4 separate regions of the Mus musculus genome follow, and all the other regions are linked to region 1. The links are chromatin contacts, called in public promoter capture Hi-C maps. All regions are on one chromosome and are shown on one strand. The core of a region is the stretch at or near the end of the contact, and the rest is flanking DNA. Distances in the headings are between cores, read along the strand shown. Region 1 holds the start of A730049H05Rik (RIKEN cDNA A730049H05 gene). Region 2 has its middle 41 kb from the start of Gm46968. Region 3 overlaps Gm38863 (a long non-coding RNA gene). Region 4 has its middle 7.3 kb from the start of Gm25094.

Evidence for each region. Promoter capture Hi-C pulls out the DNA fragments that hold promoters and counts their contacts.
Region 2: a contact with region 1 is called in a promoter capture Hi-C map of hippocampal neurons, with 4 times the contacts expected there. The contact joins the enhancer-like site here to the promoter of A730049H05Rik in region 1. A contact is called at or near these places in 12 of 39 promoter capture datasets (3T3-L1-derived adipocytes, the C10 cell line, HPC-7-derived erythroid cells and 9 more), 1 of 115 datasets of contacts at active chromatin or transcription factors (the NIH/3T3 cell line) and 2 of 9 other capture datasets (adipose tissue and liver).
Region 3: a contact with region 1 is called in a promoter capture Hi-C map of stem cell-derived epiblast-like cells, with 2.4 times the contacts expected there. The contact joins the enhancer-like site here to the promoter of A730049H05Rik in region 1. A contact is called at or near these places in 9 of 39 promoter capture datasets (the 3T3-L1 cell line, cranial neural crest, embryonic stem cells and 5 more) and 1 of 484 Hi-C or Micro-C datasets (adipose-derived mesenchymal stem cells).
Region 4: a promoter capture Hi-C map of the C10 cell line shows a contact between it and region 1. The contact joins the enhancer-like site here to the promoter of A730049H05Rik in region 1. A contact is called at or near these places in 11 of 39 promoter capture datasets (the 3T3-L1 cell line, 3T3-L1-derived adipocytes, the C10 cell line and 6 more), 2 of 115 datasets of contacts at active chromatin or transcription factors (embryonic stem cells and epiblast stem cells) and 2 of 9 other capture datasets (liver and pancreatic islet).

The regions. Positions count from the first base shown.
Region 1 is chr6:92,813,869-92,817,867 of GRCm38.p6, forward strand. It overlaps A730049H05Rik (RIKEN cDNA A730049H05 gene), which reads left to right and starts at 2,575. Exons shown (of 5, transcript NR_169152.1): 1 at 2,575-2,792. Adamts9 (a disintegrin-like and metallopeptidase (reprolysin type) with thrombospondin type 1 motif, 9) reads right to left here. Exons shown (of 40, transcript NM_175314.4): 30 at 2,602-2,775.
Region 2 is chr6:93,272,150-93,276,069 of GRCm38.p6, forward strand. No RefSeq gene overlaps it. Among named protein-coding and RNA genes, the nearest start is that of Gm46968, 41 kb to the right of the region's middle. Within about 2 kb of position 2,077, at least 32 of the 459 cell types and tissues checked have an H3K27ac peak or open chromatin away from gene starts, as enhancers often do. A contact at or near this core is called in adipose tissue, where this site is marked.
Region 3 is chr6:93,222,245-93,226,153 of GRCm38.p6, forward strand. The region is part of intron 3 of Gm38863 (a long non-coding RNA gene); the gene reads left to right. Among named protein-coding and RNA genes, the nearest start is that of Gm38863, 30 kb to the left of the region's middle. Within about 2 kb of position 1,852, at least 44 of the 459 cell types and tissues checked have an H3K27ac peak or open chromatin away from gene starts, as enhancers often do. A contact at or near this core is called in stem cell-derived epiblast-like cells, where this site is marked.
Region 4 is chr6:93,326,306-93,330,330 of GRCm38.p6, forward strand. No RefSeq gene overlaps it. Among named protein-coding and RNA genes, the nearest start is that of Gm25094, 7.3 kb to the right of the region's middle. Within about 2 kb of position 1,951, at least 3 of the 459 cell types and tissues checked have an H3K27ac peak or open chromatin away from gene starts, as enhancers often do.

The DNA of each region.
Region 1 (3,999 bases), core at 1,325-3,824:
AGGGATGAGATCAGGTCAAATGGTGGCTGAGAGGTTGTGAGAAGAGACCAGAGGTAGACAGGAAGAGAGAAGGAGATTCGGGGGAGGCTGGGAGGTGCTGCATTGTGCAGTGAGCATCCCCTTACTGTTTGATGAGAACATCTTTGATCTCAAAAGTAGTCCTGCTACTGTAGGCAAGTGTGACTGAGATGCAGCGCTCTGCTGTGGTTATTTAAGATGGCTGCCCAGTGGTTTTCTACCTCTTCTCTGAGCCTTGGTGCTATGAGAACATCTCCAGTAGGCTCCCGCTGTGCCTTGTATGTGGGGAACACAAAGGGTTTGATGGGGCCCATTTCTCCCTTGCTGCCTTGAACTTTGCTCTCCCACACCAATCTGGTTCCTCTTCAAACTCTCCTCCTTGGGAGAAAGCACATTAGCAGAAGGGTAAATGCTAGATCCTGGTTTTTGTTTTTTGTTTTTGTTTTTTAAAAATCACTTACAGAGCTCATTCTCTCCAAGACTATGGTTAAGCTCTGCTAAATTTACTATATATAATCCCCATCAGGCCATATCCTCAAGTCATTGTTTTCTTCCTCACCCTCTTCCTACTCCTTTGAGACAGGGTCTCATTATGTAGCCTTGGCTGGCCTGGAACTTATTCAGATCTATCTGCTTCTGCCTCCTGCGTGCTGGGACTAAAGACATTCGTCATCACGCTTAAGTCTTTCTATATGGAACTTAATAGCAATATTTGAGGAAGGATTTCAAAAGGTCCACCTACATAGCCCATGCAAAGACAGAAGCATCGAGGCACACTTCTTGTGTGGTTTTCTACCTTATAGGATTCAGAAGGAATTGGGAATGGAGCCTGTGGTGCTCGTGATTGGCTTCTGAACTCTCAAATGCTGGCTGCAGCATAAGCAGTTAGCTTTGCCTTGTCTATGAGTACTTTCTCACCTCTTGATCTTTGCGACAGAGACACAGAGTTCATTATGGAGTGAAGATCAAGGTGGAGAAAACAGACAGGGATGAGTCTGAAGTAGGAATCCCAAAGATAGTCGAAAGTCTCAGTGAGTCAGAGAGATGAGTTAACCTCTTCTTTGTCTGACCCAGCCAGTCCTGAGACTGCAGTGGATGACAGATTAGTGTCCTTTCCAACTTCCTCAAAACAGCTCTACAAAGCTACTACCATTCCCATCCTACAGATGGCAAGCCAAGACTCAGAGAGATAAGAATTCTTGCTCTGAGTCACGTGGCTATTGATGGCACAGCTGAGATAGGGACCACAGTGATATTTTTCTAAGCATACAAGTTCCTGATAACCTATCTGGCTCAAGTTCAAATAATCTTAAACTTAACTGTGTTAGGTATTGTCCCAGATACTATCTGACAGAAGCAAGAGAAGTCTAGAAGGAAAACAAGCAACATGACCAAGCAGATGAAGAAGGAAGCGTTCCTAAAGAGATGAACCACTGTAGTAAGGAATGGATCCATTACCGGAAGGGACTGGGGAGAGCAGGGCTGGGAAGCCAATCCCAGAGGTGCAGAATACAGTAGGAAATCATAAAGATGAGAGATATCAAACAGGGTCATGGGTGGCTTCCTCTAGCTGCTAGATGTGGGGCCCTTGGACAACTGGCAAAGTCTGTCTGAATCTTAGTTTTACCACCTAAAACTAAAAACTAAACTCACCTCATCTAGGTGTCATCCAAAAGACAAAGTGAGAGGACGGACAGACAGAAAGCTCCCAGCACAGCCAAGTGCAGAACAAACATCCTCAAACCACGCTACCTTGGGTTGTGAGCCACGCTCAGTGCAGGCGGCTCCTCCATCTTGCCTCTCCAGCAGTGTGCGTCTTTTATGTCATTCCGGGGTCAGCAGATCTGATTTGACTTTCTAATTCTGTCCTACTCTTTCTATAACCTAGCATTCTGTTCTGGAAATTGGGGTTACCTCCCCCTAATGTCTTATACCACCTCTACCCTCCTCTCCCCCTTCCCCCAGCAATGGACTTTCCAGCACAGACACTTAAATGTCTGCTAAAGTCAAGCATTAACTTGGGGAGTAGAAGAAAAATAAGTCCAGCATATTTCTATATTAACTCAACACTTCATGTGGATTCTACCATGGGTTGAAAACACTGGAAATTCTACCCTAATTAATGAGTATTTCACACGAGAGCCCGTTTTCTCTCCCTGATCGTCAATGGCACACGAAAAGGAAAAATACAGAGTAAGCTTTACCTCAAATACTTGCATGTTACGGCTATTCAAATGAACACAGGCTAACCAAATCCAAACATATATTAAATGTTCTGCCCATCATCTCCCCTCCTGTGAAGTGAAAGTTGTCTGTATGCTTATACTCTTGGCCTGAGGCATGTTAAAGCTGTTTTTTTTCCTTTCCATTTCAGTGACCCCAGCTCTGGGATACTCAAGACCACAGGGAGAAACGCAAACAGGAATTGCCTAGAGCCTGACAGCAAACAGCTCCTTTGGGAAGGAGCCAGCAATGCCACTCCATTCAATGGCTTTGCAGGCTCCATAGGGTGTGGAGCTGATGCTAACAAGGGGGTGGAGCGACACGCAGGCTGGTGTGCACTTACTTCATGGCTTTACTTACTTGTTGCCACTGCTCTGCCCTCCAAGTGTAGAGAGGACATGGTGAGGCTTGGCAGACACGCTCCGACTCTGGTCTGCTGTAGGAGCTGCACTCACTCTCTCTGGCTGCTTTGTGTGTCCCGATCTGACAGCCCACATGCCTCTGCTGCACGCCTTGGCCACAGGACACAGAGCACTGAGAAGACACAGGATGTAAGTAGGCACTTCGGCTCCCTTCTGGAGGGCGGGAAGGGGTGGGTCACAGAGGAGGGCAATGCTTTCTTAATCCAATGATTTTTCACAGCAGTCAAAATGCTTTCTCATTTCCAAGGAGGGGGACACTAAGGCAAGTTCTAAAAGCACTGGTAACTGCCAGTGCTGGGCAGGGTGCAGGAGCCACAAGTGGGGAGGAACCAAAACTCTCAGGGGATGTCAGAGGGAGGAGAGATTGTGGGGAAACACCACCATCCAGAAGTAATGGTGCCACATTGAAACAGACAAACGAAACACTGTGCATGACTTCCATCCTGGAAGATGGATGGCTTGGGAAAATTGGGAGATGCGGTTCTATAGCGTAACCCATAGAGAGCCAACCATTGACAATTAAGGCCATATAAGCAGAAGGACTTTCTCCTGCCCTCTTATTTTTCTAGTTTCTATTCCTGGAGACAGAACATTGCCTCGCTTGTTGTTTGTTTGTTTGTTTAAATCATGGAATTCACTTAACTATCTGTGCCTCCTCATAATCTCAAATGAATAGATGAAGAATAAAAGCTAATAAGGAAAAATAATTTCCTCAGGCTTAATGTTTTCAGCTCTTGAAAAAATCCCATTAATCACGAGGAAACATTTTGTTGACCAAGTTGCAAAACACCAATTAACTTTCCCCTAAATTAATTTTTTAATGGTTTCCTCATTGTTGGTTGCATAATCTCACTTATGGGCAAGCCAAGAATTATTGTCTTTATTAAGATTTTGGCAGTCAGAAACCAAAGGCAACCTTTGATTAGAGAGAACTGCATAACACTGCACTTGGTTATTAAAGGTTATTAGCAATTTGGGGGGTGGACATAAATCAGTCACTATTAATTTGCCTGGTGTTGAGAAACAAAGTTATCTGACATTCATGCCATGTACCCAAAAGGAGGTCTTCTTCTAAAACAAAACCAGACTCTACAACTGCACGCTTGTCTAATTTGCTTGTAGGGAAATTCAAGGTGCTCCGTGAAAGACGGAAAGTTTGTTAAGACATATGTATACCCAAGTGGATGCTGCTGCAGCTTAGGCTCTTTCGTAGAAGGCAGCTTGAGAAATGCTATTGTTTCAGAGAAATCTATGCTGGAGAAGAGCCTCACAGCTCACATCAAAGGGCGCGGAAGACAATGCTTCATCCCAACATCGTTGCCATTGTTTGGGTTTA
Region 2 (3,920 bases), core at 827-3,326, 460 kb after region 1:
TGGAGATGTATTTATGTGCACTTTCACATGCTGATTGATATGGACCTGGGAGTCTATGGTACTGAGCTGATTTTCTGTATGCAAAATGAAGAATAACTGTTCTGTCTAAGGGACGCTCCTGTTGATTAAACTGTAGTGAGGACTAAGCTGATTAAAGGCACAGGGTAAAGCACTGCTGAGCCTCTCTCACTCTTGTCCCAGGTATCCTTCTATAGCACAGAAACGGAAACTTCAGCCAGAAGAGAGGAATTCAGTGACTCCATGCCAACAGAAACAGAGCTCTGCATTTGTTTCCTGAGCCTACTTGCACTTGGAAGGTTTCTTTCCTCACAAGAAACATGTGTTACAGGATATAAAAGTGGCTTTCCGTTTGGGGTTAGAACCCGAAACAGAAAGACAACAGAGAAAAATTTCAGCTCAGCCTTTCTAGATTGGAAATGATGCATGAATGTTGTTGTTTCTCCAAGACTTCAGCACAGGTATAACATGGTGCTAATTTAATCACCCGGTGAATCACCTTTTCTCTGTGAGATGTTAACACTGATGTAAGATGTTTCCATGTGAGGAACGGGAAAGACTTGAGACACAAAAAAGCTTCAAGGATTGGTAAATAGAATAATGTGGTCTGTACCCCACTAATTTTTCTTGCCATCCATGAGAGGCCCGATGGGCTGCAGCAATGCATCATTTAGATCGCCCCTTCAGCTGGTTCATGGAAAACTAACAAAAATTGATGTTGTTATCTGGGGTTTTCGTGTGTGATTTGTCTAACTCTTTACATTCATTATGGGTTTTGCCCTTCTTTAATAAAATGGCCTGATATTGCCTTCAGATGTTGCAGAAAACTTTTTGGCTGGCTGGAAAAAAATATTAGAAATAAATAAGTTCACTGGAAGGACATTCACACTGTCCATTTGAATGAGCGTCCTGTGGCAGGCAGGCTGAGGTGTGTAGGCTTTCTCTCCCCAAGCTGGACAGCACTAATGACTTTCTAAAAAGTACGTCCTAACTTGTATCCACAAAGGTTATATGCGAGGCTCCTCTTCCAAAGCCCGGGAATAAGGACAGGAGCGGGCAACTAGATCCCACCCCTTATCGGAATTTAGCCTCTAGCAGGAAGACAGACATCAAGTTAGAAATCAGCAAGGAGGTTTGAGGAGCATATGGAGAGAATTGGCCATGCTAACCTAGGCGTTTAGAAGCTCCCGTCCATGAAGAAGCAGAGACTGCTAAAAGAAGCTCAAGACACTCCCAAGCCAAGAAGAGGCACGCTCTATAGATCACCAGAAATGGCAGACAGAGAAAGGCAGTTTCACTCTGTTGTTCAGACTTCAGCCTCTGTGCATGTGGCCTTGGTTTCTAGGCCTGCTCTCTGCACATTTAAAACTGTCTTCATTTCCCCTGTGATGCTTTTGGGAAAACAATATAAAAATTAGAACTACTCTTCGTTGACATGGTGTGCCAAATCCACCAGACCTTTACGCAACCTTAACTTCTGTCCGTACTTGAAGACAAAGGGTTCGGATCACTTACTCGGGTGATCAGTGAGCTAACATTGGATTCAGAACAAGATAGGAGATGCTCAAATGGCAGATTCCCAGTGCTTCACGAAGGTTTCTCCCATCACGATCTAGAAAATATTTCGTCACGATGACCAGTAGAGGGATATTTCAATTAAAAACACGGCCCAAAAGTAGTGAAACAATTATGAATTAATTAATAATTGGCCCAGGCCCTTCCAGCTGTTTTAAGTTGGACTCTCAGAGGATATTGAGCTGGGAACTTGAATTTTAACAAGCAATCCAAGTGCATCCCATGTATGAGACTTTCTAAACTTCAGCTAACTTCCAGGCACTGGTGAGAAAAAATGGAGCGGACAGAAACGAAGCCTGCTGCTCATGCAGTCTCAGCGTCTCAGCCACACTCTCAGGCTGTTCATCTCGCCTTCGGATGAAACACTACATGGCAAAGTGCTCATGATTTCCAAACTGCAGATCATTTAGCCTCCCACTCAGGCAAACGCTCTAGGCAGGGCTCAGGAGAGTTGCTGGCTCAAGCTTCAGCCAAGCTGTGAAAAGTGAGGCTTTTCCAGAGGAAGTAAGATAAGGCAGAACTTAGAAAAACAAACATCCTGAGGCCGGTGTGCCAAGGGCCACTGGCAAAATCTATAGTCCAACGCTAAGTGAGTTAAACAAACACATTACCGGGCCATCCAGGAAACTTGAAGCAGATGCTGGAAGTAGGGTGTGTGTTTTCAACCTGGGGAGAAATATCCTGAGGAGTGATGGTACAGAACGAGGCACAGAGCGTGCAGAGTCATGACAAAGTGAATCGCCAGCAGGCAGTGTACCTGTGGTGGGCAGGCAGTGTTCCAGTCCTGTGGTTCAAAGCCAATTTAGGCCAGGAAGGCGAATTGTATCCTACTATTGGAGCTGTTAGGGTCTGGGCCAAGGCAGCCCTAACAAGCTAGGCTCAGGCTAACACTTGGAAGCTTTGGAATGCTAAATTGGTGGGGTACTGCCTGCCCACCCATTACTTCATGTGAAATAACTGTTCTGATTCAAAATAGGGATGAGAGCAGTCATACCAATGTCTGGTAATAAATAAATAAATAAATAAAATGATGTATTGGCGCTCTACACAACTTTACCTGGTGAAATAGTGTCCAGTAGTGTGCTTAGCAATTCCTCAGCACGGAAGACACAGTGGCCCAGCAGTTTGCTGGTTTTTGAATAATAACAGCATAGATTCCCGTTCACTATTTTGGTTTCCAGAAGACGCTAAGACTGAGCATGGTGGCACATACCTATAATTCAGCAATTGGACGTAGGAACATCATGAATTCCAGGCCAACCTGGCCTACGGAGTGAGATCTTATCTCACTAGGGAAATACCGAGGGAGGTCGAAATGAATGGATGGATGGATGGATGCGTACTTTAGGCCTTTCCCCCTGGGAGCTCAGTTTTTGGTAATATTCTAGCATTGCTGGACCTGGCTTTACAGCAGTTGGGGCAGGTATCTCCCAGTCGTCCGTGCGGGCTCGCGTGAGAGTCGGAGGCATTCTCTGACATGGTCTCCCCTGGAGCTCTCTCTTTCTCCCACTCATTCCCTTTCACATGATGACATTTAATTAGCCATCTTTTTTTGCTTGCTTTTAATTAAGGAAACACTGTTTGCACTCTTCTTAGAATCATTCACTGAATGCCATCTAGACTCTTGACATTTATTTAGGAAATAGCATTTTTTGTAGAGTTTTTATAGCATGAATATTAGATGATGAGGATAATTCAAAACCCTCCACAGAAACAGGCTCCTACTCCCCTTCTGCATTTTTTAGAACAGTAAGGTCAGCCTTGAAATCTCAGCTGCACTTTGGATTTATAGTAGCAGCAACAATTTGGAAAATTTTGGTGTATTTTAAGCTAGCCACCCAAACTTTGGCTATGTCTTGCGAAATGTTATAGAGCTTCTCAACAAAAATAGCTGCAGGGGAGGGACTGGGGATGTAGCTCCATGTAGAACACTAGTTTAGCATAGGCCAGGTCCTGGATTTGATTCCTAGTGCCACCAAAAATAACTGTCCTTAGGAAGCAATTGCCTTTACTACCAGTGCTTTTTAAACATTATAGTTATCAAGGAATACCCAATTATTCTCTTAAGTAAGAAATTAAGATCTAGTTGCGGGTTCATGAAGGGTATTCTCTATGGGCTTGCGAATGGGAGAAGAAAAATGAGGGGAAAGGAGGTGGATAAAGGAAGGCAAAAGGCAGGAAGGATGGAAGGAAGAAGAGAAGGGAGGGGAGGGAGTGGTGGCAACCTCTTTTCTTTTTTTCTTTTTTGGGTTTTTTGAGACAGGGTTTCTCTGTGTAGCCCTGGCTGTCCTGGAACTCACTCTGTAGACCAGGCAGGCCTCAAATTC
Region 3 (3,909 bases), core at 602-3,101, 410 kb after region 1:
CTCACAGTCCTCTATTTTCCAATGCAAGCTACTGTATTGAACAGGAAGCATGGCAAAATAAATAAATAAATAAATAAATTGACATTCAAAGGCCAGAGTGTTTGAAAGTTGTGTACTTGCACAAGGGAAGACCACAGCAAATAATAACCAAAAATGATACTTCCCCAAAAATCCAACCAAGAATAATAACCAGAAGTAATACTCCCTCCAAACCCAACCAAGAATAATAACCAAAAATGCGCCAAAAGATAATTCTACTAGGTCCTCTGAGTCATTGAGGGAAAAATGAATAGAAAGACTTTCCACATCTTCATCAGTCCAGACGTTGGTAGGTTTTGTTTATTTCTTTATTTAGTTTGTTTTATTTTTTGTTTGTTTGTTTTTTAAGGGTTTTCATTTTTGTTTTTGTTTTTGTTTGAGTTTTTTGTTTTTGTTTTGTTTTGTTTTGTTTTGTTTTGTTTTGTTTTGTTTGACAGGCTCTTACACTGCAGCCCTAGATAATCTTGAACTTACTCTGTGGACTAGCCTTGAACTCATAGAGGCTCACATGCTTCTGCCTCTGTCCTTGCCTCTGCTTCCAAAGTACTGGGGTTTAAGGGTTGTGCTGCCGTGCCCAGTCCAGTCCAGTGGCCTCAAAAGCAGGCTGATGGTGAGAATCAGTTGGAAGTTCCCAAATGCCTGTGTTTCCTAGGAATCATCACAGACACGTGGGTTCAGGCACTTCAAGGCCAGAGCTTAGAAAGCGGTGTGAACAAGCCCCTGAAGGATTACGATGGCAAGGTAGGCAGAAGACACCAGCTCCTCTGGCTCTACCAACCATCTGCTGTAAAGCAGGAACTAGCCCCATGAAGTCTCATGCCCAAAATGATACTCCATGTCTGGTAGCTGATAGCAGGATTGGCCCAAAGAATGGCAACAAGCTTTTCCATTTCTCTCAAGAGGTTTATCATTTACCTAGCCTCTTGCATGCCTAAACCTACTATTTCACTTGATTCAACCAAAACCCTTCTATGAACTGCCTTTCCAAGTATTAAATTCACGACGACGACAACGCAGCGATGACGGTGTTGATGATACAAGGGGCAGAAGTGATGGTATCTATAGCTCTTTTTGGGACATATAGCATTTGTATTATCTCTAAGCTTGGCAACTCTGTAAGATATGTCTCCATTTCTCACATGTGAAAACGGAGTCATAGCTTGAGGTGTCAGCAGGAGCAAGATGCAAATCCGGATCCTAGAACCCCCTCCCCAAGTTCTTCATTCCCCACTAGCTGAGGCTTTGAACAAGTTGCTGAGCCTCTTTGGGCCTTTACTTCTGCAAAGGGGATGGGGGTGCGGTAAAAACCAATTCACAAGGCTATTGTTTAAACTGATTTATGTTTGAAACCAAAACATAGGGCTATGAAGTATCATAGTCATTTTATAAGTCAGCTTCCCAAAATATATCTTGGAAAATGTTTGACCACTCTCAATAAACAGGTTGCAAGCAATTTGAGGATTAGTGATTCTTGGTGTTCATTAGCATAGTAAAGACTGCCAGTCAGCCTACAGTTAAGCACTGCTCCCCTCTACCCGGAGCTAGAGGATGGTATTAGCTAGAATTATTTTTTAAATCACTTAGTTTTTACTTTGCATCCAGCCAAGAAGGAGAAGGGGCCTTTCCGCCTGATTTGGGGTGGAATTACTTGGGCAATCACCCTCCACCCCTTGTGCTTGGAAAGGGCTCCTACTGCAAGAATATACCATTAAGGTCTTGCTTTGATTCTGGCTGCTAATCCCATGGCCCAGCTTGACATTGTCTCTTAGCAACCTCCTGTCCTTTTCCCCCCTTTCATTCCAGTGTCTCTAACAACACTTCCTCTCCCTGGTTTTTCTTCAGCTGGCCTGCGGCTTTCAAGGCCCCTTAAGCCTAGTGTACACAGAAAGCAGGAGCTGAAGGCCCGTGCACATATTTATGTTAATAATGCTGAGGGGAGGAACACACTGTTCTGGTGCCTTCCAACTGTCACATAAATCAGTCAGGGGAAAGAGGGGGGTTACTATTTTCACAAAGACACTGCTGAGTAGAGCAGTAGGTCTTGGCAATGCGTCAGCCCCCAGCCCCAGTCATCCCCCGCCCCTCCCCCGAAGCTGAGTTTTCTGTAATGTCCCTTGCATCCTCCACTGTCTCATAATGTCTCCAGGCCACAAGGGTTAGCTGATTTCATAGATGCAGAAGATTTTCAAGTCAGAAGGGACCTTTGAGATCATCTACCATTCAGTCAAATGGAAACTTCCAGTAAGTGCCGATTCCTGGGCCCTTTCTCTGGAGATTCAAGGTCAGTTGTCCAGACTGGAGATATAAGCGTCATTTAATCAGGGTTGACAAATGCCAATGTAGTCCTAGCTTCACAGAGACCCCAAGGGCCACAACGCCGAGGCTGCTAGTGACAGGGAGAGCTTTGATTTACGGTAGTATTAGTTTCCACCATGAAGTGCTCTAACTGATTCCTGGAGCAGAGACATCAGAAAGATCCAGAACATGTTCTCATCAGCACTGTGCATCCAATCACTTGAGGAGCCCACACAAATGTGCCCTCCCTTTCCTTAGTCCACTGGACCAGCTGAACCAGAACCTCTTCAGAAGCCCAGCACACATTTCATAGACTTAGAGAAAATCTTTTGAGCAACACCAACATATATTTTTTCTTAGAATATAAATACATCAAATACAGCAGGCCAGAAAGAATACCAGGTCTAGAGTTAGAACTGGAGCCGTAAAATCTGGATCTCATGAAGTACAGTATGTTAGGCTTCAGAAATCATTTGTTCCCTTAGAGTTTAACGTCCCCCCAAGTGGAAAGTGTTGCAACATTTAAGAGAAGGAGGCATGAGAGGTGGTTAGATTATGGGGGCTCAGTTCTTTTTGGTGAGTGTCAGTGTGTGTGAGTGTGTGTGTGTTCATGTATATGTATAATTTTCTGTATGTGTGCCCATGCACACATGCATGTGGGTGTGTTAATGATGGTAAGAGGTCAACGTTGGCTATTTTTTTCTACTGACATCTCTCTACCTTATCTTTTGGGATAAGGTCTCTAACTGGCCCTGGATATCACTAATTTAGCTATACCAGGTGACCAGAAAGACTCAGGGATGCTCTGGTCTGTGTCCCCAGTGCTAGGGTTATATGCATAGCTTTTTATGTCAATGTTGGGGATAAGGACTAGGCTCTCGTGTTTGTGAGTCAGTGATTTGCCAGCTGAGCCTTCTCCCCAGGCGTAGGTCCATTCCTGAAGGCATGGGTGTTCATTTGTAGTAAGGCTAAGTACCAAGGAACTGGGCTGGCTTCTACAAACACACCAGGCTCCTGAGATTGCCCAGCTGCTTCCTTTCTTGTCATGCTTCCCTCTTTCCTCCATGAGTGTCACTCAGCTCTTTTATTTGCTCTCCCATGTGATGCCATATGCCATCGAATGACAACGTACGGTACCCTCATCAGACATGTCCCCGATCTTGAACTTTCCTACTTCTAGAACTGCAATCTGTTCTATGCAAAGCATGCAGTGGTGGGTTAATTTTGGCTTGTTTGCTTGCTTGCTTTTGTTGCTGTTGCTGTTTTGTTTCAAACCTCAACTCTTTAAATAAGTCATACAACTGTTCCGAGTTCCTATTTCTTCATCTGCAAAGGAAGACTACACATATAAACTTCACCTAACTTTAAATATCATAATTCAAATGTTATTTCTGCTTAGAAGTCTTTGCTAAGTTTTCAGAGTAGGACATTACTTACCTACGTGAGAACAGAGAAATACCCTGTATACCTGCTTTATACTATTGATCACAATTCATCAATCAAGCAACTGAGGGTTACCAAGTCCTTATGAATGAACTGACAACTAATTATGACTTGATTCTATAGATTCAAAGC
Region 4 (4,025 bases), core at 701-3,200, 510 kb after region 1:
AAATATATCTAGCAAGGTCTGTTGGGAAAAGATCTGTGGTCCAGTCATTAGTAAGTAGAAAGTTAAGGGTTCTTTGGAAAATTGGTTGGATGGTGTTTTGCTGGGGCAAACACATGAAGGAGTGTTTTCCTGAAGTGGACACAGGAGAAAGAATGTTGTGCTAAACTAAGGATGTGAAAGGACACATGATGAAGGACTCTTTGCTAACAACACACATGTATTGGTCCACCTCACATTGTGTAGTTGAGCTGCATTTGTCAGGACTCCATAGAGAAATGTACCAAAAAACGTCTGGTGGTATGCTGTAGTTTCTTGCTTGCCCACAAACTTGGACTGATTGCCAGAGTGATGTCAGCTGAGACAGACTCACATGCTGAGGCAAAGCCCATGGAGGACATGTGCTTTTAGAGGATATAAACAGGATTCAGTAGACAGTAATGGAAGCTGAGCTTGGCTTGCTTGGAGAACTAGCTGTGCAATGCTTATGAGTCTTACATCCTCACTGATCTTCACTTTGCTGAGAGAGGCACAACCAAGAACTTCACCTAGTCCCTCCTGCGAATTGAGCCAAGGCTGAGGCCTAACTGTCTCTGCTAAGTAGTGCCACCACTACTGCTTTGTGTGTGCTGACCTGACTCTACTGAACTGCACTGCTGCTATATCTGTGAAGTGTTTATGAGTGGATCAAGCTGCCATTGTTAACTTGTGAACTGAACTGCCAAATTCCAGACAACACAAACAGGAGTTGCTCCAAAGAATCTTTCTAGACAGGTTCACTTCCTCTGTATCTTTTCTTTCCCACTATCTCTGGTGGTTGGTGGACTAAAAGGGAGGTTAAAGCATTTAAAAACCATAATTAAAACTAGGATTAAAAAATTAAAGTTATGCATTATAATGTCTCAAAGGAAAAATGGACAGCTAATAGATATGTGAGCATGGCTGTCTTTGACCATCCAATCCAAGTCAGTCTTCAGATGCCCACGGATATAGTCTTGCCAACTCAAGATTATCTATTCCTGGCTCAAACCATCACAAATACCCAGCTGATCCACAGATCCTAAGTCAAAATAAATTCCTACTCTAAGCTTGCTGGATATGTTATAGTACATGTTATACTGAATATGTTAGACTAAAGCTGCTTAAAAAATAGCATAAATATGCTATAAACACGAAGTATAAACAACTCAAACTATCTACAACTCAATTGTGAGGGCTTTTATTTAACTTCATTTCAGTGCCACACACATAAACCAGTGGTATGTAAAGTAATCTTAAAATAACCCAAACTTTAATAAAAATTCAGTAAAAACACATTCAGATCAATGTATATTAGAACACACTGGTTTTCTTTCTGAACAGAAGTCATATAAAGTTTTTGCCCAAAATTTCTAAATCAAAAAAAAATCTAACTTAGAAATATGAAATAGCCATGGTATTAGTAGAGCAGCACTAGGAAAAGGCCTATGAAACTTGGAAATTAATATGTGAGGTTCAAAGAAATACTGTAGCATCACAGGTGACCGGCAGTTGCCTGTGGTATTTAACCCTTAAGCAAGGAGCGGAACACACGCATTAGGCAACCCTTGGGAAACAGAACCCTGAAGGAATTTATGTTCCGAGTCTGAAGCAACAAGACTAACAGTAGGCACAATGCAGAGATGAAGAAAGAGTTGTGCCCAATAAAATGTTTTGTTCAATTCTGTAGCCTAGCAGGCATCTGAATGGGGCGTGTATGTATGCAGACATACATCTCTTGAGTGTTTATAGATGCTCTTATCTGAGGATCTCATTACCCTTCATGGGCTTTAATTAAATGCCACAATACCCCTGATGAAACAGCTATTATTTTAGATGGGTAATTGAGACACTTAATCAAGGCTCCTTAAACAGATGAGGCAATATGCCTACAGACAGACAGGAAGTGCTTATCTAAGCTGCAAACAGAAGCCCAGAGCCTTTCCCCTTGGTTCTGACTCTTACCACCTCACCACACAGCCTGAGGGAGCAGAAAATTACCTCCTTTAACTTATTTCTTAGTGTGAAATTGTCTCTCCCTAGACTCTCCTGATTGCGATATAAAGAAGCCGTTTGCTTGCCTTTCCCAGCCTCTTTCCTGTCATGAAGAAGTGAGTTCCTGTTCTTCCCACAGAGAAGATCCCAACAAAGGCCTTTTCAGAAGGAACTACCTGTGACACTGAGGGAAACACCTAGAGTCTTTGCAGTCAGGAACATTTGAATCCTTATCTTAAAAAGCTTTGTCAATGTAAGCAAGCTAGAAGCCTTGCACATTCCCTGCCAGGGGTAACGATTCATGGCGAAACATAACCCTTGGCTCTTTAGACTTTCAAGAACCATGGATTCAAATCCTCTCAGGTTTGCCTGGGTCTTTATTCTTTCACATTAGTTAAATGGAGCAAAAAAAAAAAAAATCAAAAACAAACAAACAAAAAAGATTATTACCCCGTAGAACTTCTTGGCTAAGATTTGTGAAATCAAATGTCTAATTTCAACATGCTGAGTTGTTGCTACTTTGAGGAAAGTTGCTGAGTTTACCTTGGAACCCGAGATCAAAGCTGAATACTGCTAGTTAAGCACCTCTTTAAAAGAACTCATAATATTTGCTTTTGGAAACTCTAGCCAGGATTTTTTAATAGAAGCTGTGCATGAATGTTCTCTAGATTCTTAGATTAGTTGTCTTGTATTATGTGTGCATTCTGCACTGAAACACACACACACAAATGCACACACACAAATTTCACATATATACACACATACCCACAAATGCATACAGACACAACCACATACATACAAACACATAAGCAAACATACACATACACAAAATATATAAACATATACACAAATACATTCACATATATAATACATACATATATAGAGACAAACACATTCACATGCATGCACATACACTAATAAACACATAGGCAAACATATACATACACACACACTCAAACATACACACAAATGCATTCCCATAAACACACAAAAAAACACACAAATGCATATATATATATATAGATAGATAGATAGATAGAGAGAGAGAGAGATAGATATAGAGATATATGCAAACATACACATGCATATACACAAACACATTCATATACATATCTACAAAACACACCACAGATAAGCAAATACACACATGCACACAAATATATACACACATATATGTATAAACACAAACACAATCACATATATGCACCTACAAATGTACATATGCAAACATACAAGCAAACATATGCACACACACACACATGCACACACACACACAGAACCACTTAGTATTGGATAACCTACCAGAGACTCATCCCTGGAGTAAATGGACTTTCTCTCCCTCATCAATCACTAGCTGCCTGTAGCTCTTTATTTAGGGGTGTGGCCTTAAGAAACTTCCCTCAATTACATAGTCATGTCAACTTGTTTGATCATTTTACAGGTGGAGATTTGGTGGATGCAGCATCCCCATCATGTCTAGAAGACACTGTCTCAAAGCAAGCATCCTGATCCTCTGACTCCTACAATCTTTCTTCCCCTTCTTCTGCAATGTTCCCCAAGTCTTAGGTATAAAGGTGTGTTTTACATGTACATAACTATGGCTATACAGTATTTGACAGAGAAACGAAACAGTATATATACTGGAGGAAAGACAACATATTCAACAATGATGGGAAAACTAGATGTCCACATGTAGAAATGAAAGTGGACATATATCTATCATAACCTACATTTTTTTTTGCACAAAACTGACTCCAAATTGATTAAAGGCCTTAAAGAGAAACCTGAAACTGCTAGAAAACAACACAGGCAGAACCTACCTGTTGTGCAGGAAGAACTTTCTGAACAGGGCTTTATTCATTCAGGGATTGAGGCCAACAAGTGACAAGCAAAACCTCCTAAAACTAAGAAGTTTCTAATCAGCAAAGAAAACATTCAGCTTAGTGAAGAGAAATCCCATAGTAACCCCATGATGGGGAAACTCTCCGACAACTACACATTCAATAGAGGATTAA